Regions from separate parts of the Mus musculus genome. Here regions 1, 2, 3, 4, 5 and 6 are each linked to region 7. Evidence: chromatin contacts called from public Hi-C, HiCAR-type, HiChIP or PLAC-seq and promoter capture Hi-C data. All regions are on one chromosome and are shown on one strand. The core of a region is the stretch at or near the end of the contact, and the rest is flanking DNA. Distances in the headings are between cores, read along the strand shown. Region 1 holds the start of Dock10 (dedicator of cytokinesis 10). Region 2 overlaps Dock10 (dedicator of cytokinesis 10). Region 3 overlaps Dock10 (dedicator of cytokinesis 10). Region 4 holds the start of Cul3 (cullin 3). Region 5 holds the start of Nyap2 (neuronal tyrosine-phophorylated phosphoinositide 3-kinase adaptor 2). Region 6 has its middle 9.9 kb from the start of Gm38673. Region 7 holds the start of Irs1 (insulin receptor substrate 1).

Region 1 (2,885 bases), core at 286-2,785, 1.5 Mb after region 7:
CCTCGGTTGGAGAACCGCCACTATCAAGTTGGCCTGTGGCCATATCTGTGAGAGATTGTCTTGATTGATGATTGATATAGGAAGGCTCAGCCCACTGTGGGCATCACTACCCCTGAGCATCAGGACCTTGACTGAGTAAGATAAGATGAACGGAACTGAAAGCACCCAGATCTAAGCACAATGCATCCTCTCTTCCTCAAGTTGATTTTAGCCAGAGTATTTCAACACAGCAAAATAAATTCAAACCTGAACTGTTGTACCCAAGACACACTATGACTCATGTTCTGTTACTACAGTCTTTGCTTCTAGACCATTTTTCTTTTCTTGCCATCCTCCTGCCTCAGCACTCAAGTCTTTGACTGCCTCAGACTTCCTGAGCCTTTGAGAGTCGTGCATAATCATGAGTTATTCAGTTATACTATACACCAGACAGTATTCTAAAACAGGGGGGGAAATGGTTACAGTTTGTCAAAAAGTTAAGACAGAGTCACACTGTGTGTAACCCAGATTTTCCTCAAAGAGAGCCTGTTAGCCTACTATGTGAGAAACACCAGGCACACCACAAGCTAAAAAAAATGTTTTTAACTTTAGAAAATCCAGAGGCCACAGATCCACAAAAAGGCCCTTAAGAAATCCAGAATGTCCACACAGCTCTCCCAGGAGCCTTGGTCTTTCACCCACCCACACTGGGCAGAGAACCACCCTGCATGTGACTCCAGATAAGAATTTTAGAATACTTTAATCAGATAGCTCGAGGCAAGGGTGGGGGGGGATTTGATAAGAAAGCAGAAAAATAGACTAAGAACCACCCACCCTGTCCTACTCACCCTACCCTGTAACCCAACAGCAGTTCTTATTCATCCTAATTTCCACCCTGAAATCCCTTACATTACCCAGATAGACACTAGATTTTAATTCAAATTAGTATGCAAAGTTAAGGAGGCATTTGGTAAACCATCCTATATGGTCTTATTTACAAGAGCAGTGTAGCTGGTATAGAGTAGGGACGCAGTTGAGGAAAAATTGGCGGAAGGTGTGAATTCACACCGACTATCCCAAGACCAAGTAAGGAATCTGGGTCCCCTAGAGACTTCAAAGTAAGGGGCCCAGCCACCAGAGGGATCCTTACTTAATAAAACCTCTGACCCACCTCCAAGGGTGCACAGGATACCTAAGATCAACCCTTCTCCACTTCCTAACCTCAGAATGTAGGTCTGATCCTCAAAAAAACGCCAAATCCCCAACCCTCTATGAGCATCGGATTGAGAATAGGGCGGTAAGCAGGTCCCAGCAGAGGCAGCCCGGCATCAGTACCGAGTCGCGGGTGGGCGGCGCGGGTGGAGCCACCCCCACGCGCGTCCCGCTGCAGATGCGCCCTAGCCAGGCAGAGTTGGCCGCGCCGCCCGAGAGGCGCAGAGTTTGCAAAGTCGCCGCGGAGCTTGAGCGGGAGCGAAGGGGGTGGGCAGAGTGGGGGTGCGCGCGAGAAAAACCCGCCTCTTGTGAGTTGAGCGGGGAAGAGGGGGGGAAAGGCTCTGAGTTCCGCTTCCTGAACGGCGGGTGGGTAGAACAGGCTGGCGCGGCCAGGGGACCGGCGGGACACACTCGCTCCGGGGCCGAGGCGCGAGCGGCACGGCCCGCGATGGCCGGGGAGCGGACCCGCAGGTTCACCCGGAGCCTGCTGAGACCGGGACAGGCGGCCGAGCTCCGGCACAGCGCCGCGTCTGCCGCCGCGGTGGCCGTCAGCAGCCGTCAGCAGCAGCGGGTGAGTGCCCTGCGTCCCTCGCGCCACGGCGGGGCTTGCCCAGGGACCCCAGACAGGCCTTGTCGCCAGCCCTGTGAGCCCCTGCACGGGAGCTAGCTTGTCCTCCACCCCGAATTCGCTCCCCCACAGAGCGACCCCGGAGTCACCTCCTCCAAGCAGTGTCACCAAAGAATTAAGGACCAGAGGCGCATTGGGGGACTTTAGGAACGCGGGACGCTTAGATGAGCAGCTGCGTGGGAGAGCGTGTGCCTACGTTTTAAGGGGGGTGGAGGAGGCGGGAATGCATCCAGTCTGGCTCAAGGTGACAGGGTGACAGGGACCTGGGGCGGCGGGTGGGGGCGGGATAAAGGGGTGGGGGGAGCTAAATGGATGGAACCTGTAGATCCACAAGTCTGCGCGCCCCTCTCCTCCCCGTGGAACCTAGAAAAGATGTAGTGAGCTAGCTCTTCAGCCAGACCAAAGCTGAAACCCCCACCTTCTATCTAGTGAGGAAAATCTGCAATTTGCACAGATCTCCCTCCCCCCACAGGCTGGAACCCAACCAGCCACTTTATACTGTTGCAGAAAGAGCTGGGGGAAACTGGGATGAAGGGGACGTGGGTTATTAAGTAGCCAGTGGCTTCTGGTGTGTTTTGAAGCGATTTCACGGGAATCTCCTTCCAGAAGGTTTCCCCTGGTTACTTCCTTGTCGAAATGCCTTCTAAGTATTGGGTGATTTCCGCGGGAAGTCCCTGAGGCAAAAGCCAGCATCAGGTGCCCAAATCATACCCGTGCATCACGAGATATTCATAAATTCCAGTAGGTGTCACACTAAGGGATGAAAGCAGCAAGCAGGGAGCGCACATCAACTGTGGTAGAAATGGGTAGCCCGTAGGGAGTAGCCTTCCAGCAAGAGTGGGGCTCAGCCACGGAGCTCTTGGCCTGACTTTGTTGGACCAGAATCCTCGTTGTGGGTTTCATTTTCCTTTTTTTTGCCAGTAAATACCATTAGGAATTAAACAACCCTATTTAAGAGTGTCAAAGTGTTGCCTTTGCCAGTCACCGAAGAGGAGGGAGCCAGATCTGGTCAGAGCCAGTTCCCACAGCCAGAAGCCTCTCTTAAAGCCAGAGGTCGGGAAGCTGA
Region 2 (3,325 bases), core at 144-2,643, 1.6 Mb after region 7:
TTAAATTCTCTTAACTATTGTTATACATTACAGTGAAAGGAAGATGATAATTGGATGTAATTTCCACAATTTCTTTCTTTCTTTTATTTTTTTCCTTTGTAATGATCATGTGAGCATTGGCACCACATTCAATCTTTGCTCTGAGGCAAGTTTAAAGTTAGCTCAATTTCATATTAATCAAGAATACTTACGAAGAACTAGGACTTATATGTTTTTCAAACTGTGTCCTTTCAGTTTTTGTGTACTCTGCGTCTTTCAACATTTAGTTAAAGTTGTGTAATTGACTCTATTGGATTTTTTAAATTATTTTTTAAATTTTTTTAAATTAATTTTTTAAATTATTAGCTTATTTTCACAATTTCCAGATGCATTGACCAAGAATCAACTTCATATATTTGGGTCTGTGTTACCATAGGAAGTGTACCTGTGGGTCATGACCCCTTGGGGGGATAAGGACCCTTTCACAGGAGTCACATATCAGATATCCTGCATATTAGATATATAAAATATGATTCATAACAGTAGCAGAAATACAATTATGAAGTAGCAATGAAAATAATTTTATAGTGTTGGGGGGATCACTACAAACTGAGGAACTCTATTAAAAGGTTCCAACATGAGGGCTGAGAACCACTGGGTTAGACAGTACTGTGTTGTGAGAAATGTTCAGGAGAAATGAAACTTATTGCAACATCACTGTCAACCTACATCCTTGAATCGTATGTGTGCTGCCCTTCGGTTGATAATTTTCTCATAAGCTGCATTTGTATGTTTATTTTTAGCTTTTAATCAAGATTACTTAATATGATATCTACTATATAAGAAGTCTTAATGAAACTATCATTTCCTTTGTCAGTTTCATGGTCTAATTTGGAAAGATCAAATTCATGATTAATTTCACTTATTATGTCTGTCATCTGTATAGTCAGAAGCAAATGTGGAAGTTTTAAAAATAACCATGATTTATTGTTTTAAAATTGCTCCTGGCCTGTGGATTATGAATCTGCATGATTTCTGAGTGTTTGGCATAGCTTGGGTATGCACGACGGTTTGTCCTCTCCCTAGGAATGTTGCCTGAGAGCACTTTAGGAACTGAAATCTATAGGCAAAGACACTAATTGGAGAGATATCCACTGATTTCCTACATTCATCATGGTACATTGCATTATTGTGCTTTCATTCTGGTGAGCTTTAGAGTACTTACGAAGGATAACTCGTAGGCTAATGTGAGTCATCTCCTCCCTGGTCATGGACCCTCCTTTTCTCTTACTGCTTATTGCAAGGAACAATTAGAGTGGGGAATCTATTTAGGCCTCTGTGTAAGGAGCTAGTTAGCAAAAAGGAAGTACAAACTGAAGTCCCAGGAGAGACGTGCTAATGCTTTTCTTCCATTTTCTTGTGGCACTGGGGATCAACCCCAAGGCCTTGCACATATTAGTCAAGCACCCTATCATTGGACAGGGTGATGCTTGGCGAATAAGTAAAGAGACTGGAGCAGAATTAAAACAAATCTGGATTGCCAGGATGAAATTTGCAAAAGGATACTTTGAGAAAAAACAAAGAAGCAGGAGTGATCAGGACTTCTGAACTCAGTCAGTCCACACACAAAAAAGGAGAAGTGTGCTTTGAAACTTGATGCAACCTAAGAGCGTATGTGAAGGCAAAATAGAGGAATCTAAATAGATGGCAGAAATAGGGAAGGTAAATAGGTGCCAGGGAGCTGCAGAAGGGCTGGCTCCGAATTGATTGGGAGGGGAGCCTATTAACATAACAGGATAAATAGCATTTCCTCAAGGTTGACTGTTGTGGGAAAGACAAGAAATAATGCAGGAAAGAAGCTCCTGTCTATTGGAGTGCGCTATGGGCATTTGTTAGAGGAGAGGGGTCATAGCACATGGGAAGCAAGGTCATGATCCCACATCCTTCATCATATGAAAAAAATTTTTTTAAGATTCCCTTAAGGGCTGGGCATATGCCTCAGCGAGTAAAGTGCTTACCGTGTAAGTGTAAGTACCCAGGTTATGGTGGCAGTAGAGACTGGAGCTCATTGAGCCAGCTTGGTGACCTTGGGGTTCAGGGAAAGACACTCTTTCAAACAGAGCAGTTGACGAAGACACCTGATATTGACTACTTGCCTCCAAATGTATGTGTGTACTTGTGTACTCAAACACACACACACACACACACACACACACACACACACACACCCTCATGCTTACATATACATACCTACATGGGCATGTCCATACTCCATACATACACACACATACAAGATTCCCTCACTTAGTGGCAATTTCTAATGTGGCTCTTCATGGTATTATCCGTCTTCACTGCAGAAATCCTGAGTCTACATTTTCATTGTCTCTTCTCTTCTTTGCACTCCTAGAAATAATTTCTTGTCTTCTATTCCTGACAATCTCTTTCCTGAGGGACCCAGTGGCCTCTTGCCACTGTTCAGACCTCTAATTCTCTACACTGTTTTAAAAAAAAATTGCTAAGTGAGCAGCAATAGTACCCAAAATTATAGATCTATTCTAGAATCTTTCCGACAGGAAAATAAATTTTGACATTTTGGCCTTTGAAAATCCCAATTGTTGACAGAGTCTTCAAGGTGAACTGGACTGAAATTCCAACCCCTCCATCAATTTACTGGTTAGGTTGCACAGTTTTCAGACTCCATGGATCATCTGTTTGGAGAAAAATGCTCAACTGTGATGATCTCTTCTAGAATTAAGATACGTTCTCAATGAGAGACAGTTTTAATGTGTATCATAGCCCATGACATTGACCATGTATGGTAAACTCATTATGATAGTAGCTATTGTTACTATTATTAAGTATTTTGATGTAGCTGTGTTTTTTTTTCTGTAAGCAAACCTGCATGAAGTAGTCTTAATATAAGAGTCACCCCAAATTGGTCTCCTGAGATGAAAATCATAGAACAAAACAAAGTGACCTGAGCCCGGGCATAGCTTCCAGATGCTTTTATAAACCAAAGAGATCTGCCAGCACTCCCAGAACAAAGAGGTAGCTCTTGTGGAGAGCAAAATTATAGCTTGTGGCTGTCAGCACTGAAAGCAAAGCGGCCATATACTCTTCTTTTGTATCTCTCTTAGGAAAGTGATGGTCGGGTGAGTTTATCCTGGTAGGAAATTAGAAGTTACAGCTGCTCTTCATGGATGACCTTGGAAAGCCAAAAAGTGTTACTGGAACCTCTCTTACCCGATGCCCATGACACCAAGGGCACATTTTTCACAGTATGAAATGATATTGGGATGTATCAGTAATGCACAACTATTGAATTCCTGTATTCCAAAAAGCAGAA
Region 3 (2,916 bases), core at 257-2,756, 1.7 Mb after region 7:
TGGCTCACAGTTTGAGGGTACAGTTCATATGGTGGAGAAGTCCTGGTAGCAGGAGCTTGAGGCCTACAGGTCACCCTGCATCCACAGTCAGGAAGTACAGAGTACTGCCAGTACTCAGCTTGCTTTCTCCTTTCTATTCACTCTAGAAACCAAAGCCCATCAGAAGGTACCACCGATAATTAAGGTGATATTCCTTCCTCAATTAAACTAATCTAGAAAAGCCTTCACAGGTCAGGTAGACCCAGAAGCAGGTTTATCTCAATAAACCCTCATGGATTTACAGACACTTGGAAATCCTATGAAGCTGGTGATCCAGATCAACCCCCATGCCTGCTTATACACAATAAAAACTCACTTAAAATGAATGGATGATTTGAGGCCAGCCTGGTCTACAGAGGGAGTTCCAGGACAGCCAGGGCTACACAGAGAAACTCTGACTCAGAAAACCAAAAAAAAAAAAAAAAAAAAAAAAAAAAAGGATGAATCAATCAAATATACGGTCTTGGGATTTAAAATATCTGATGTCCTGACTTTCTGTATGACACAAAAAATGAGTTATAGAGTTTAAGAAAGAGAAGAGTTTTGGGTGAACTGTAGTTTGTTCTGTTTTGTTTGTTTATTTTTCTGTTTATTTATTAAGAAACTGGTAGCTACTTGAAACCTGAGATCTACAGAGAATAAGTTGAGGATTTCTTGAAAGGAGAAAGACAAACACAAAGAACCTCCATGGGCCCCACACCATTATGGAAGAAGGGTTGTGGGCTGCACTGTGGGAAAAAGCATAGAGAGTCGGCCATGGTGACCAGGCTGCTATATCAGCATAGTGCCCTTCTGAGGGAATCAGAGCCACCGTGCTTCTTCCTCGGCATCCCACGTGGTGGGCTTTGCCTGCCGCCCTGGATCTAACTGGTCAGGAGGCATGCTGGTGAAGCACAGGCCTTGATGCTGATGGAGCGTTTGTTATTGTCACTGCTCTCATCTTTCCTTATGCAGAATGTACAGTTGTGCAGTTCTCAAAAAAAAAAAAATTCAATGCTCAAAAATAATTCATTGACAGAAAGGGCAGCTACCCAGATCCGACCATGATAGCACACTACTTATGGATGGTTCTTCACAGGTTATGCAACCTAAAGTCTATGGCTTAGTCAGAACTAGAAGGAACTCCCTTTAGAGCACAGTGAAGTTATTTAAGAGACATTCTCTCACATAGTTAGCAATAAATGAGGGGAAAAAACACAATGGTGGTGTTGCTTTCTGAATGTGGTAAAATGTGTTTATAAAGCAAGTACAGTAAATGTGTCTTCTCCAATAGCTCTCAACATTGGTGTCTTAACCTCCTAAATTATGTGGCATTTCCTTTTCAGTTCACAATTAAACCAGGACGGACCTTAAGCATGAGTTACTTGTTCACTGTGGAGCTGCTCACACCTCAGTTAGGACGGATGGATTACCTTAACCAGCCATCTTTTTTTGTCCTTGCCTGTAACAGCTGGAACAACATACCATGGGTACTAACATAGCGAGCCTTCTCAGCCCTAGGGTAGTAAAAGCAATCCACTCCAGACTTAGCAGTGGCATTTAGCCAACTGAGAAATGGCCCTTGTGCACTTAGCCTGAAGTCTAGAATCGTTTTAACCAGCAGAATGGCTTCTGCAAGAAAACCACAGAAACTCCTCAGTACAGCACAGAAGGAACTAGAAAGTAACAGGGCTGCAGTCAAAGACACTGAACATCGTGGGCCTAACACTGCAAACACAGGCTTGAGGCCATCAGTTCAGAAGAGTGTTCCTTTCCAAGTGCCTGACAATACAGCCCTTATAAAATGCTTGCCACCAGATGAGGAGCTCGGCCAAGGGCCAGTGCTGTCTGAGATCTGTTCCATGCTACTGAACTATACCAATTGTGGAACAGAGCTGTATTAAAGAGAACAGGAAGTCTGTTGTGGCCAAGGCAATTTGTAGTGGTCTGAAAGCACAGACTTCTCAGAAAGGAAATTCTTTTTAAATGTATTAATACCCTTAGCAAGTAGAACTCTTTAACCTTCTATTTTGAACAAGTTACTTATGCTCTACCACAATCATTTTAAACAAATATAAAATAAATGGGAAGGGACCAAAGTTTTGAAAGATTTAACCTCATGGCCTATTAGTTGTTTCAGACAAATGTTCCAGTGTTCTACTGAGATAGTTAGCATGTTACAGCATGTGCACACATGCATAAGCACATTGCCATTCTTATGCCATGCATGTGTGGTACAGGGTATTTAGCATACACAGAAGTTGCAAAATAATGTTCTAGATTTATCACAGGGTTTCATGAGCATGGCTCTACTACAATGGTCTTATTTAATAGGGGTTCAGCATCGTTTCTTGATGATAGATCATCAGAAATCTTCCAATGCATTGTATACATGATGAGGTGGGTTGCCTAACTCTACAGGAGTGACTTCTAGCCTCATGAGTTACACATAGATATTAACTTACATATTTGTCTATCTTCATGATGCTGGGTCATTAATGCAATAGCCATGTGAGTGATTATGCTTTCATACTGAACCCAGCTCCTGAAACTCACTGTTTTGTTTCTTAACCTGCTAAACCAATTAGGTACCCACTCTTTTTAACCAGCTAAGCAGTGATCCTAAGAGGACAATAAGTTTGTTGTGTCACTCTGAGCCTTGTTTGGAATCATGCTACTCCCACAGGCCTTAAGGACTATCTTAGAACGGCTGTAATTTAATAAATGAAAGTAAAAATAAGGAACTAAGGTCATCATTTTGGGAAATGAGAAAAAAATATCGACTCTTTTTTTGTTTAACAATATGACTGTTGTATTTTTTATGTTATAGAAAACAAACACATAACCTTCATTTTTAATACTTTCTGAAAACAAAGCAGGTAGCCCTGTATATCTGTG
Region 4 (3,272 bases), core at 269-2,768, 2.0 Mb after region 7:
TAATAAGAAATAGAGCCATATGATAGGACAGCCAATAGAAAAAGGTTTTATATCCTGATAATTATGGAAATGGCAATCAATTAGCATACTAGTTATAAACAACTATGCATCACTCACTATATTCATCAGAGCCCTTCCTTGTTTTACTTAACCCATTCTTGATATTTTATTTTTAGCTTAACTCTCTAAGCTTAGTCATTACAAATAATTTAGGGTCAATTCAACCATAAATAAACAAGCTTTATCAAGTTTTCCCTTTTGGAGGGCGGGGGTGTGTGAAGGGTGTTCAAGACAGGGTTTCTCTGTGTAGCCCTGGCTGTCCTGGAACTCACTCTGTAGACCAGGCTGGCCTCGAACTCAGAAATCCACCTGCCTCTGCTTCCCAAATGCTGGGATTAAGGTCATGGGCCACCAATTTCAATTGTAGGTGCTAATCCCAACAACAGTTCACTCAAAATGGGAAGATCCAAAACTGGGAGAATCTCAGATTTCCCAGGGGCGTTGGAAACAGCAAATGAGCAAGTATGCAAGGTAGATGTAGGATTCATACTGAATTAGAAGCCAAAAGCAGTCGAATTGGACATTTCGACTATAGGATAAGAGTCCCCGAACAAATAGAAAAATGTCTCCAAACCTACAGCAAACTTAATTTCACAGTGCTTTTGGTTTTAATGATCTATACTGTTCTTGGAAATGGTCGTATGTTTAACACAATATTGTAGTATATTAGGCATTTGTTTTATTTCGGCACAAACAAAAACCGGGTTTTAACATTAGTGGGCTCTGGATCCTCCAGAAGGTATCAACTAATGAACAAACCCAGGAGCTTGTACAGTGTAAGAAGGCCGGGTTGATTCTGAGGCGCTGCAACACCTAGCTAAAAACAGGACACTGGTTTCGCAGTCTGCAGGTAACTCAAGCACAAACCCTGCTTTCAAGTTTCTGGCTGGGCTCAAGTACCCATCCCTAGGCCACGTGCCCTAGAAAAACACAGGAGCAGTTCTAGGACGTAGAACCTTCCTCCTCGCACCCCACGCCCTTTCCCAGGACTACCTACCTACTAGGGCCAAGCTCAGCCCCGCCAGCCCACAACACAACACTCCCCTCTCCCCCTTCCGGAAATTCCCCCGCCCACTACCCACGTGACCCACCACCTTCGCGCTCCACCAATCAGAAGCCACCTCAGCCTACTGGGGTCTCCGACGCTCCTCTTTTGAAAACGCAGCCTACGTCTCCTGCACCAGGCCCCGCCCCCCAGGGCGCTGACTACGCCCATTCCTTAATCCACCCCTCTCCCCCCTCCCCACCACGTTCAGACCCCACTTCTCCCTGCGCCCTCCCTTCCCGGGCTTCGCCCCACCCCGCCCCCGACCGCGCGCCCGCCCCGATCTCGCGAGATCTGACGTGCCCGCCGCGGCCTCCCGCCTCCCCTCCCGTCCTCCCGCCCCCTCCCCCATCTCTCCACTCTCCGCTCTCCTCCCTCCCTCCTCCCCCCTCCACCCTCTGGGCCGGATCTCGTCTCGCTGAGGCGGAGGAGGAGAAGGAGGAGGAGGACGTTCGGCCTGCGCAGTGAGATGTTTGTCCGTCGCCGCCGCCGCCGCCATCGCGGAGGAGCGCGATAAAGGGAGCCGAGCCCGGCGCGAGGGGAAGCCCGCGGAGCCGCCGCGCCAGCGCAGCCCCCGGCCGAGCCCGAGCCGCCCGAGCCCGAGCCGCCGCCCCCGCCGCCGCGGCCGCCCAGGGGCCGGCCCGCCGCCCAGCCCAGCCCGGGGGCCGCGCCGCCGCCCCCCGCCGAGCCCCGCGGCTGCCCTCCCGCCTTCAATGTGACACCGGCGCCTCCGAGTGCGAGCCGCAGCCGCCGCCGCCGTCAGCGCCGCCGCCGGGGAGGGGCCGAGCACCATGTCGAATCTGAGCAAAGGCACGGGCAGCCGGAAGGACACCAAGATGCGGATCCGGGCCTTTCCGGTGAGTCGGTCCTCGGCGCCCGGGACCGGGAGCCGCGGCCCGGAGCCGCACGCGAGGCCGGGGCTGAACTCCGCCAACAGGCCGCAGCCGGCCTCCCCTCCCCCCACGGCCGCCGCCGGTGGCGGAGCGCGAGGCTTCCCGGCAACGGGGCGGCGCGGGGCCGGGTCGGCCACCTCCGGGGCCGTTCCCCGCGCCCCGGCCGCCCCGGGGCCTCCTTCGCTCGGGCCTCGGGGGCCGCGGCCCTGAGGGGATGCGCGCTGTGGCCGCCGCACCCGTCGCGTGGGGCGTGTGTGTAACTTTTAGCGTGCGGTTTCCAGAAGGAGCCGGCTCGGCTTTTACGGCGGTGGGGAGGACTGTCCACCTCTGCTCGACTCCGTAGTCAGGGGCGGTCTTGCCATCCCACTGCCCCACTCACTGACAGAGATGCTAGAAATGCCCACTGGCAAAACACTAGGAGCATAGTATTTATAGCATCCTTGATCCTGCAAAGCTTCCTAAGCGCTTGACCCACTCCGGTTCAGAATCGCCCCTCCACTTCTTGGAGGGCCAGGCACAGCTTTTCCGTGTCTTAGTCAAGGAGGTCCCCAAGAATAGTTGCCACTCAGACTTGTTTTACCTTGTACGTTTTTAGCGACAGCAAACATTTGCTCTTCAGAAACTTTTCCTCTTGGCGTTACGTTGAGTCATAGGCTTGCGGTGTTTAGTAGATGGAGTAGTATGTAACTTTGGATGTCATGCCTCGATCAGATAGCCAGTGGCAGGCAATTAAAATGTCCTGTTGTAACAAACTGGACGTACTTGCTCGTGTCGCTACAGTGACAGGTAAATGTCAAATAGACAAGCCATCAGTGGAGCAGAATTGTAAAAGTAAAACGGAGGGAGGTTGTTTTTCCCTTCTAAGACTCATAAGCATTCTGTCGTGTGGGAGGGGAAGGGGGCCTTTGTCATCACTTTTTGAACAGGCTTTTCCTGAAGTACCCTTTGCTGTGAGGAATGAAAGACCACGATAGTATTGTCTGAGTTAAGTAACTTTGCCTTGGAGAACTTGAGGGCCTCTGAATTCCTCATCCCAAAGAAGTGTACAAGCGATGCAGAATTGTGACTTTGCAAGGGACATATTGTCAGCATGTAAAAACTTGCACCTTTATGTAAATAAATGGGCTCTATGTTAACATGTAGGGTATAATCAGGAGGACGAGATACTTTAATAATAATTGCATTATGAACGATTTTTTTAAGTAAATAAGAGATTACACCAGAAAGTGAGAAATGCTAGAAACACAGTGCCAATAAAGGTAACTATTATGTTT
Region 5 (3,204 bases), core at 592-3,091, 1.2 Mb after region 7:
ACAGTGACTTTAATAAATTGCTGACTGGATCTAGAGTGGGAGCCATCTAATTGAGTTGGGAGTCTATGACTGACTGATTGATTTTAAACAATAGGCACCATTGTTTACCCTGAGATTTTGACACTTCTACACAACTTTACAAACCATTCAAGTTTCACAACTCTTCTAGTCTTTTGCAAAGTTGTAGTATTTTTCAAAGGTCTGTTTTCACAATTCCCTAACTATTAAATGTCCTTCACAGAATTATCTTTTTATATTATATTTTTGCCTAATATAAATTATCTTTTATATTAGAAAAAAAGTATGTTCTACTTTCCAAAGAAAAACAAAACCATTTGTACATGTCTGACTCCTGTTTTCTCTTTGTTAAGTTGATGCTTTATAATACATCAATGAATTGGAGCATAGCCAAAATATGAAAATTTAGGAGATTGAGTTTTTGTTCTTGCTCTCTATTTTATTACTCTCTGCTAATTGAATATAAATTCATAGATACTAAATTTATCATAATTACACCCTTTAATCTCTTCCATTAAATACCTTTATATTTTTCACTACATTTAGAAAAGTAAATGTACTACTTTACTACAAAAACAACTTTAGTATTCTTCAGTAAAAATGAACATTTTAAAATACAATATTTTCCCAGATGTGCCAATATTCCAAGTATTGAAAATACTCCTGGGTAGATTGAAAAATTATACTGGAGTTATTTCAATGAAATAAGTACATGTCCCAAGTTAAGCAAGGCCACCTAAAGTTCTACTGCAGATGTACATTTTGGTAAGACTAAGGACACCTTCCAGATATTGGCTTGTATTTAAACACATTTTCTGGAAAAAAATGTCTATTTGGAATCAGCCAGAAATAAGCAATTTCACCTTCAAAGTATATCTAGCAATTTGGAAATGTTTTGGTAGAGTACATATCTTTCTTTCTGAAAATGCAAAACTGGGCTCTCACTGCTGACACCAGTGAACTGAGCCTATTGTAAAATATTTATGATATGGAATTAAGATAAATAGCAGCAAGCACAACGCGAATAGTAATTAATGACATGGAAATACTTCCAATTCTTTTAATAATTCAACATGGCTTATTTTACTAATGAAAATCCATTTACCATTTCCATGGTAATCACGAAGTGGGTACGGGATTAAAAATAGCCAGGGGCTCACTAACAGTGTGGATGCCCGTGTTGCAGCTTTATTTCTGCTCCACCTAATAAAACATGCAAACTTCAGCATTAAGTATCCCTAACTAAAATTCATCCCATTTCATAATCAATTGCCTCCTCTCCTTAGTTCTAGATTCAATTAGCATGCTTATAGAATCTGAAAAATGAGATACATACCAAAAATTAAGTCCCCGGGGGAGAACTAAGTGGAATAGTCAGGAGGTGAGTTGGGTCTGTCAGAGCCCTCTCTCAGGGCTGGTCTCGGGGCAGTTCGGGAGGAGTAATCCAGCACCATAAGAAAGAGACTTGTAGGTTCAGTTCAGTATTTCTTCAATTAAAGTGCATTATATCTGGATGTGAAAAGTGTCGAATCCAAGATTCTTCATCACTAGAGATCAGAGCATTTTCGTTGTTCTTTCTATCGGATAAAATGCCTTTTAAAGTTTGCAAGGAAGAGGCAGTGGCAGAAGACAGGTGCTTGCTTCGTTAAATCGACATTCGGAGAAAAGAGGGCATAGCTAATGGGTGGGGATGAGCGCACAGCCCCTCTCCTTCCAGGTCCAGCAGGGACGAAACTGAATGATTTTACCCACTTTGCTACACAGATGATTACAAGACCCGAAGCAGTCACCAAGCTGGCTAAGGTACCTCATTTGATCATGTTCTGTGAAGAAAAAAAATAAATGGAAACAAAAATCAGACACATCCTCTCTAAATGTCTCCTTTCAGCCCCAGAGATGCTCTTTCTCCTTGCATACATACAGAAGGTTTGGAGAAGCCTGGCTGGTAGCATCGTCCCTCCCCCATGACAACCAGCTTGCGCTGGCTGGCTCTGGTGTGTTCTCTCTCTCTCTCTCTCTCTCTCTCTCTCTCTCTCTCTCTCTCTCTCTCTCTCCCTCCTTCCCTCCCTCCCTCCCTCCGTTCCTCCGTCCCTCCCTCTTTCTCTCTTCTCTCCAGCTGCCTTAGTCTGTTGATGCTGCTGCTGCTGCTGATTAATCAGGGATTCTGAAACAAAGAACGTACCTTCTCAAATAAGCGGTAATCTCAGCTTCTGCAATCTGCCTGCATTGAGCAGCAGAGCTGCCAGAATCCTAGCACCTTGGATAGTTCCCACACCCTAGGCCCACTGGAAAGGAAAGAAGGACTAAAGAAATGGCAAGAAACCCCCAAAGCAGAACCGATTTCGGCTCCCCAGGGGCTCCCATCCTCATTAAAGGCCTCAAGTCCAAACAAGAGAACCTCTCTCTTTTATCTAATTGAACTAAAGTCTGATTTATCAATAATAAAAGAAAATGAGGATAAAGAAACCTCTTCATTTACATCCACTACAGAGCACGAAATCAGTCTTTTTGGAGAAAAAAAAATTGAAATCTATCAGAATTATTGTTCTTGTATGGAGGATATTTAAGTTATAAGGTTTTCACTCTGGTGGGGCTAATAAAAACGAGTAACAACTTAAACGGAACTCTCAGATCTCAGTTTGATGCCCTTATTTGATATCAATTTTGCCTCCACCCATCCTGCACGGGAGAGCCATGCACACAATTACTGCTGACGTACTTCAGGCTGCTGCTTGCGGAATGGGGGGAGGAGCCTTTTAACCTCATCAAAACAGCTTCATGCCACCTGCTCCCATGGCATGAGAATAAAACTAGCCCACTTGGAACGTGCACAGGGCACGTACACAGAACAAAGGTCTCACTTGTACTATAACATTTTAACCAAAATCAAATGTACAGTGATTACGGCATATGTGCTCCGATCTCCTTTAGACTCACTGCAGAAATGATTTAAAGTCATTGTATTTCTTGACTTCCCCAAAGAGACTCTAGATTCTTTTCTTAATATTCCACTGAATCTATGCATATAGCTTATGCTATGCACTGTGATTGACACGTGTGTATATACTTCTGCCCACACATACACAATATATTTATGTACTTGTGTTTGTGTGTGTGTGTGTGTGAGAGAGAGACAGACAGACAGACAGACAGACAGACATATTCAGTTTTTAAGCTTGTGTTTCC
Region 6 (3,073 bases), core at 46-2,545, 1.9 Mb after region 7:
CTGCAAAGCTTTTTTCTGCTGTTTCTGCCTAATTCAGCCATCTTGTCTCTGCCTCGCTGAATAAAGGACCCCTTTGCATTTGGGTTGAGCTGAAATTTGGTGTTTGGATGTGCTCTCTGCTTAATCCAAGGTCCAGACTGGAACACTCTACAGTGCTCCTGTCCCTTAAGTAGGATCCTGAGGTCTGTAATAAGAAAAACTATGGCAGACCTGGGATTAAAATCCAAGTGAATGTGTTGACAGCCTATTTTGTAATCATCACTTACATTTAGTTCACATGAAGCATTTCGAAGTGTTAAGAAATCACATTTTTTTAAATCTTTGGGCCAGAGTGAGCAGGGACTGAGCGAGCGTGGTTGACCAGAGCAAGCAGAGATCCTAAATTCAATTCCCAACAACCACATGAAGGCTCACAACTAACTATCTGTACAGCAACAGTGTGTACTCATATACATTAAATAAATAAATAAATAAATAAATAAATCTTTGAAAAAAAAAAAAGAAATCGCACTTTTAAAAAAATGACCTAGAGTTATCCTGAAGAGCCAATTGTGTCATGTGTCCTAACTGGGAAAGGTATCTGCTTGAGATTGTCCACAGTGTGACTGGAAGTCCAATAGACCTACAGTGTTTCTTCTCCTGAGTCAATGCTGGTTCTGATAACCTAAGTGAGGAACTTTTTATATAACTTGCCTCTTTTGATACTCAGAACAAAAACTGAGTGTAACACCATATTTGTTTATGACTACAGAACCAGAACGCTCAAGTCCCCATAACAGATAATGAGAAACACTCCACGGTTGCAAAGCTTGCCTAAGAGACGCAGAGTGTGGCCAACAGAAAACAACTCAGCCCACCCTCCCTGGGCCTGCAGCTCTCAGACAGTAGACCACAAGACTTGACCACCAAAACTGCATGAGCCAGTTCCTCATAGTCAATTGTCATGTATCTCATATAGGATCTGTTTTGCTGTGTGGGAATTCCCCACACAGTAAGACAGACAGCGAGTAAAAGAGAGCAAATCTTTCCAGAGCAAAACCACTGAGAACCTGGTAGCTTCTCCTTGAGGAAAAGTAGGTAGAATTTGCATTGAAGTATAGCTTCTTCCATAATCCCAATAAAATGACATAAGGCATCACCCGCCACTGCCCACAAACCCTTTACAACTTTAACTTCAGTGTTAAGGCATTTGATTTGATCCTCGGAGGTACACTGGGTCTGCCTGAATGCCGCCACTTTATCTTTATGAAAGTTAAAAACAGATTAAAAACTTGGCCAGCTTCTAGCTGATGACTCATCCCTGCCTCAGGAGGTCAAGATGAGGTGGCCGAGGCATCCAATAATTCTGCACAAAGTAAGTATTAAGAGTATTTATTTAGACTTTACATTTCTTCCATATTTCTCTCGGATACGTGCTCATTATTTCTGGAGCGGGTCGCTGGATTTTCTTTCACATTCAACAATTCCCAGTGCTTCTTATGTGAGTGGTCCTTGAGCTAGGTGTTAGGAAATAACGGAGAGCTTTGAAAACACAGTGTTTTCCACATCTAGTTAATGTTTGACTTTTGAAATGTTTATCTCTGAGCTTAGAATCAGTATCTATAAATCATGATAGTACCTTACTGGTATACTCTGGCTGCCATGACTCAGTCACAAGGTGGACCACTGAGACAACAGAAATGTACTAACACATCATTGAGGTCCTTGAGCAAGGAGTAAGAAGAGGGGTTTCTTTCTTAAGGCTAAGAATGTCTGTTCCAAGCCCCTCTCCCAGACTCCAGGAGTTCACCTGCAACCTTTGTCATCCCTTGGAGTGTGAATCTCTGTCTTCACCTTGCCATCGTATTGTCCTCAGTGGCTACATCTAAATTCTTTCTCTTCTGGGGGCAGCAATCATATCCACGCATGGATCCATCCTACTTTAAGACTTCATTATAATTAATTTCACTTGTAGCAATCTCACTTCCAAATAAGGGAATACTTGGGAGTCCTGAATGGTAAATGAGGCCATATGGATTTTAGAGGAACATAGTTCAGCCCATGGTGAGTGCACACCTTTCAAAGCTACACTCAAATTTTAAGGAAGTAGTATCTAGCTTATTTAGCAGTGTGTCTGGCGTTTTTAAGCCCTACTCGGAGCAGAGAATGTAGCTCAGTGGTAGAGTTCTTGCCCAGCATGTGTGAAGGTCTGCACACTAGAAATCAAAGACTGGGATGAACGAGGTAGTGCAGACCTTTAATTCTAGCACTAAGGAAGCAGATCTATGTGATATGGGGCTAGTCTGTTCTACAGCGAGACTTCTAGTCGGCCAGGACTATGTAGAGATCCTGATACAAGGGAGGGAAACAGGGAGAGATATAGAGACAGAGACACAGAGAGGTGGGGGGGGGGGCGAGGAAGGAGAGAGAGGGGGAAGAAAAGAGAGGAAAGGAGGAGAGAGAGGATGTTAATAAATGATAGTCATTTAACTATTACTACATTTCTTCATCTTCCCCAAAATTCCCCCTTACAAAGAAAAGCATACATGTTTTAACAAATGCAGGGGGAAAATATAGCACTTGTACAAACCCTACTGATGCATGCTGGGTCTAAAAGGGTCTAGAAAACAGGGCATCAGCCTCGATGCTCTTCTTGCTTTCTAAGGCAAGTTATTTTTTTTTAATGCTGTTTTTAATTATATTGCCGAGGCCCCAGGGTGCTAAGTCTTCACTGATCTTTTTCCTGTTGTATAATCGTTTTCCAATTGTTTTTCGGGTTTTATTTACTTATTTATTATTCAACTAATAGGATTGTTGAATCCTTTGGAAATGAAGGTAATTTAAAGAGTTTATTGTTTAACTTAATAATTAAAGTCCCTGTGTTCTCTCCCCTAATATGGCACTCCTTTCTTCTGGCAAAGTAAAGACTTGCCATTAAAAGTAAGTAGACTTTCACAAGAGTGATTTTCAGAATAACTCTCTCTCATTATCCCGCAGCCAATTCTCTCCTTTGCATAGAAGCAGAAAGTTACAGCACTTGCTGCCTTTTCCTTTAACCCTCTAGAAGCTTTTTGCTAGCCTGAGAAGTCTCAAA
Region 7 (2,940 bases), core at 87-2,586:
CATTTGTAGGTCTTTAATGCCGGTTGGGCTAGACAGGGACACCCTGCTTGATTTATAGGTCATCTTAAAAAGAAAAAGAAAAAAAAAAACTTTGGGGAGCGTCTGCTTGTGGTGAGACTAAGAAATAGGCTTTGCAAAGAGGCTGCTGACCCGTTTTCATCAAGAAGTACCCATTTTCCTGTGCAGCCTAGCCACTTATCCTTGTCTCCCACTTATCCTTGTGGTCAAGGTTAAAAGTGTATAGGGTCGTCTAATGCTCGTGCAAACTATGAAACAAACATCTGCTAACATATACACAGTAAGGGTGTACACTTAGGAACTCTCTGAAGGTCCTTTACATCTTTAAAAAAAATCACAAATAGACTTACGAATGTGATAAGGGGTGCCAGGTTTCCTCCAGCCCCCGCCCCCCACCTTTTGCACTAACTAACCCTTAAGTGTGAATCCCTCTTCACCTGCATGAAGGAAGAGAAATGGTGACTTTTACATTTTATTTCCTTAGTGATCAGCGGCTAATAGTGCCAGGTGTGAGATCCCAGGTCGCGATTCCGAGAGACCCTAACCTAGCCAACAGTCATTGCCCTTGGGCGTCCCTCTCTGTTTCTTCCAGGTGCTTCACCACGGTACGTCCGGAGATTCCAGGTGGAAGACTGGCTCAGAAGTCCTTTAGAAAATCTTACAAAAATGTAGATCTCCCTACCAGGGCCTCTCACCCAGACACCGACATCCAGCTGCCTCCCGGGGGTCGCCTTTACCTGTTGGGTGAGAGCTAGCAGGTCACCCGCGTCCCCTCCGCCCCAGCGCCCCCACCCTCTCGGGGCTCTGCAGCCGCAGTGCACCCCCCCTCTCACTGCCCCCTCCCTCACTCCTGCGTCTTCCCCAGATCCCCCCCTCCCGTTTTCCCAGACTCCCCTCCTGCTTTCCGGTAGCCACCCAAACAAGCCTGCCCTCCCGCCGCGGGGATTCCTACGGGCCGGGGGCGCTCTGGGTGGCACGGGCGTGGGAGACACAGCGCCCCGGGCTCTGCCGGCCACGCAGGGGCGCTGCCCGAGCGCTGCAGCAAAGGGCCAGCGCGGGCGCCTCTGCGGCACGGCCAGGGGGTGGAGAGGGGCGGGCGTGGGGCGGGCTCGGCCCGGAATGTAGAGCGAGCAGGGAGAGGGAGAGAGACCCGGGCTGGAGCCTCCCGGCGGCGGCCAGGCTGCTGAGCGCAGAGGCTCCGTCACGTGTTTTGCTCCTCTGGAGTGAGACGGCGGCGCGGTCTGAAGAGGGCCAGCGCGCGGTGCCAGCCGCCGCAGCCGCCGCTTGTTTTGGTTGGGGCTCTCGGCAACTCTCCGAGGAGGAGGAAGGAGGAGGGAGGAGGAGGAGGGAGGAGAAGGAGGGAGGAGGAGAGAAGTAACTGCAGCGGCTGCGCCTCGGGAGGACCGGGCGTCTTCCCCGATCTCTTCCCAAACCTCCCCCGCTCCCCGCCTCCCTCCCTCGTCCCCTCCCCTCCTCCCTTGCGGACTGGAGCTAGGGGCAGGGATGAGCCTGTCCCTCTGGACCGTCCCCTGCTCCCCCAGCTGCCCAGTAGCGTTGCGCGTGGAAAAGCCACTTTCCCCGCCCGCCGAGATGGGCTCGAGTGCGGGCTGCAGAGGACGCGTCCTCGGGCGGCAGCAGCAGCAGCAGCAGCAGCAACAGCCGCAGCGCCGCGGTCTCTGCGATTGAGCTGGTATTTGGGCGGCTGGTGGCGACGGGGACGGTTGAAGGGTGGGAGGAGGCAGAGGAGGAGGAGGAGAAGGAGGAGGGAGAACCCGGTGCAACGTTGGGACTTGGCAGCCCGCCTCCCCCTGCCCAAGGATATTTAATTTGCCTCGGGAATCGCTACTTCCAGAGGGGAACTCGGGAGGGAAGGCGCGCGCGCCTAGAGAGCCAAGCGGGGACTCCTCGGGCCATCGCTGCCTCCCTACATCGGACTCGACCAGGGGCGGCAAGGGATGCACCATAGCTCCTTCTCTGCTGCAGGGACTGGGGGAGACATAGTCCTCGGAAGATTGCGGCTGCACTCACCCTAGACCCACTGCCCTTCCCTCTGGGCATGAAACGCCCTTAAACTCGGATCAGGCTATCTTCCTTGGCGCAGTTACCTCGTCCTTCGGCTGCCCCTCCCCAGCTCCAGGAACAGCGTGAATTTTGGAGTCAGAATTTCTGCGAGCTTCCTCCAGCCCGGAGTGCATGTGCGGGGCCGCACTGAGAAGCCACCCCTCACCCAGTTTTTCAACACCTCCCTCTGCTCCGCAGCAGCATGGCGAGCCCTCCGGATACCGATGGCTTCTCAGACGTGCGCAAGGTGGGCTACCTGCGCAAGCCCAAGAGTATGCATAAGCGCTTTTTCGTGCTGCGGGCGGCCAGCGAGGCCGGGGGCCCAGCGCGCCTGGAGTATTATGAGAACGAGAAGAAGTGGCGGCACAAGTCGAGCGCCCCCAAACGCTCGATCCCCCTCGAGAGCTGTTTCAACATCAACAAGCGGGCTGACTCCAAGAACAAGCACCTGGTGGCTCTCTACACCCGAGACGAACACTTTGCCATTGCCGCGGATAGCGAGGCTGAGCAAGACAGCTGGTACCAGGCTCTTCTGCAGCTGCATAATCGGGCAAAGGCCCACCATGACGGGGCTGGAGGAGGCTGCGGCGGTAGCTGCAGCGGCAGCTCTGGCGTTGGAGAGGCAGGGGAGGACTTGAGCTATGACACGGGTCCAGGACCCGCGTTCAAGGAGGTCTGGCAGGTTATCCTGAAACCCAAGGGCCTGGGTCAGACAAAGAACCTGATTGGCATCTACCGCCTCTGCCTGACCAGCAAGACCATCAGCTTTGTGAAGCTGAACTCCGAGGCAGCCGCTGTGGTGCTGCAGCTGATGAATATCAGACGCTGTGGCCACTCAGAGAACTTCTTCTTCATCGAGGT

Evidence for each region. Promoter capture Hi-C pulls out the DNA fragments that hold promoters and counts their contacts. A called contact is a pair of places that touch in the nucleus more often than the background predicts. HiCAR-type assays count read pairs that join an accessible place to other places. HiChIP or PLAC-seq counts read pairs in DNA pulled down with a chosen protein or histone mark.
Region 1: a contact with region 7 is called in a HiCAR-type map of astrocytes, with 6 times the contacts expected there. The contact joins the promoter of Dock10 here to the promoter of Irs1 in region 7. A contact is called at or near these places in 3 of 39 promoter capture datasets (the C10 cell line, embryonic stem cells and pre-B cells), 4 of 484 Hi-C or Micro-C datasets (CD4 T cells and embryonic stem cells) and 5 of 115 datasets of contacts at active chromatin or transcription factors (astrocytes, embryonic forebrain, large pre-B cells and 2 more).
Region 2: a promoter capture Hi-C map of hippocampal neurons shows a contact between it and region 7, with 9 times the contacts expected there. The contact joins the enhancer-like site here to the promoter of Irs1 in region 7. A contact is called at or near these places in 2 of 39 promoter capture datasets (hippocampal neurons and pre-B cells) and 1 of 115 datasets of contacts at active chromatin or transcription factors (large pre-B cells).
Region 3: a contact with region 7 is called in a HiCAR-type map of astrocytes, with 4 times the contacts expected there. The contact joins the enhancer-like site here to the promoter of Irs1 in region 7. A contact is called at or near these places in 1 of 39 promoter capture datasets (hippocampal neurons) and 4 of 115 datasets of contacts at active chromatin or transcription factors (astrocytes, large pre-B cells, pancreatic cancer cells and 1 more).
Region 4: a HiCAR-type map of astrocytes shows a contact between it and region 7, with 6 times the contacts expected there. The contact joins the promoter of Cul3 here to the promoter of Irs1 in region 7. A contact is called at or near these places in 3 of 39 promoter capture datasets (cranial neural crest, hippocampal neurons and pre-B cells), 5 of 484 Hi-C or Micro-C datasets (cerebellar granule neurons, embryonic stem cells and uterus) and 4 of 115 datasets of contacts at active chromatin or transcription factors (astrocytes, embryonic stem cells, large pre-B cells and 1 more).
Region 5: a contact with region 7 is called in a Hi-C map of cerebral cortex, with 2.7 times the contacts expected there. The contact joins the promoter of Nyap2 here to the promoter of Irs1 in region 7. A contact is called at or near these places in 2 of 39 promoter capture datasets (liver and stem cell-derived epiblast-like cells), 1 of 484 Hi-C or Micro-C datasets (cerebral cortex) and 3 of 115 datasets of contacts at active chromatin or transcription factors (astrocytes, embryonic forebrain and forebrain).
Region 6: an HNF4G HiChIP or PLAC-seq map of pancreatic cancer cells shows a contact between it and region 7. The contact joins the enhancer-like site here to the promoter of Irs1 in region 7. A contact is called at or near these places in 2 of 39 promoter capture datasets (hippocampal neurons and pre-B cells) and 4 of 115 datasets of contacts at active chromatin or transcription factors (astrocytes, embryonic forebrain, embryonic stem cells and 1 more).

What each region holds. Positions count from the first base shown.
Region 1 is chr1:80,757,203-80,760,087 of GRCm38.p6, reverse strand. It overlaps Dock10 (dedicator of cytokinesis 10), which reads left to right and starts at 1,535. Exons shown (of 56, transcript NM_175291.4): 1 at 1,535-1,762. The coding sequence starts at 1,640.
Region 2 is chr1:80,657,974-80,661,298 of GRCm38.p6, reverse strand. All of the region lies in intron 1 of Dock10 (dedicator of cytokinesis 10), which reads left to right. Among named protein-coding and RNA genes, the nearest start is that of Dock10, 99 kb to the left of the region's middle. Within about 2 kb of position 1,393, at least 61 of the 459 cell types and tissues checked have an H3K27ac peak or open chromatin away from gene starts, as enhancers often do.
Region 3 is chr1:80,636,256-80,639,171 of GRCm38.p6, reverse strand. All of the region lies in intron 2 of Dock10 (dedicator of cytokinesis 10), which reads left to right. Among named protein-coding and RNA genes, the nearest start is that of Dock10, 120 kb to the left of the region's middle. Within about 2 kb of position 1,506, at least 144 of the 459 cell types and tissues checked have an H3K27ac peak or open chromatin away from gene starts, as enhancers often do. A contact at or near this core is called in astrocytes, where this site is marked.
Region 4 is chr1:80,338,936-80,342,207 of GRCm38.p6, reverse strand. It overlaps Cul3 (cullin 3), which reads left to right and starts at 1,518. Exons shown (of 16, transcript NM_016716.5): 1 at 1,518-1,962. The coding sequence starts at 1,897. Gm39667 (a long non-coding RNA gene) reads right to left here and starts at 1,295. Exons shown (of 2, transcript XR_865570.2): 1 at 1,058-1,295; 2 at 1-980.
Region 5 is chr1:81,076,044-81,079,247 of GRCm38.p6, reverse strand. Nyap2 (neuronal tyrosine-phophorylated phosphoinositide 3-kinase adaptor 2) reads right to left here and starts at 1,841. Exons shown (of 7, transcript NM_001356397.1): 1 at 1,355-1,841.
Region 6 is chr1:80,416,718-80,419,790 of GRCm38.p6, reverse strand. No RefSeq gene overlaps it. Among named protein-coding and RNA genes, the nearest start is that of Gm38673, 9.9 kb to the left of the region's middle. Within about 2 kb of position 1,295, at least 53 of the 459 cell types and tissues checked have an H3K27ac peak or open chromatin away from gene starts, as enhancers often do. A contact at or near this core is called in pancreatic cancer cells, where this site is marked.
Region 7 is chr1:82,289,835-82,292,774 of GRCm38.p6, reverse strand. Irs1 (insulin receptor substrate 1) reads left to right here and starts at 1,336. Exons shown (of 2, transcript NM_010570.4): 1 at 1,336-2,940. The coding sequence starts at 2,282.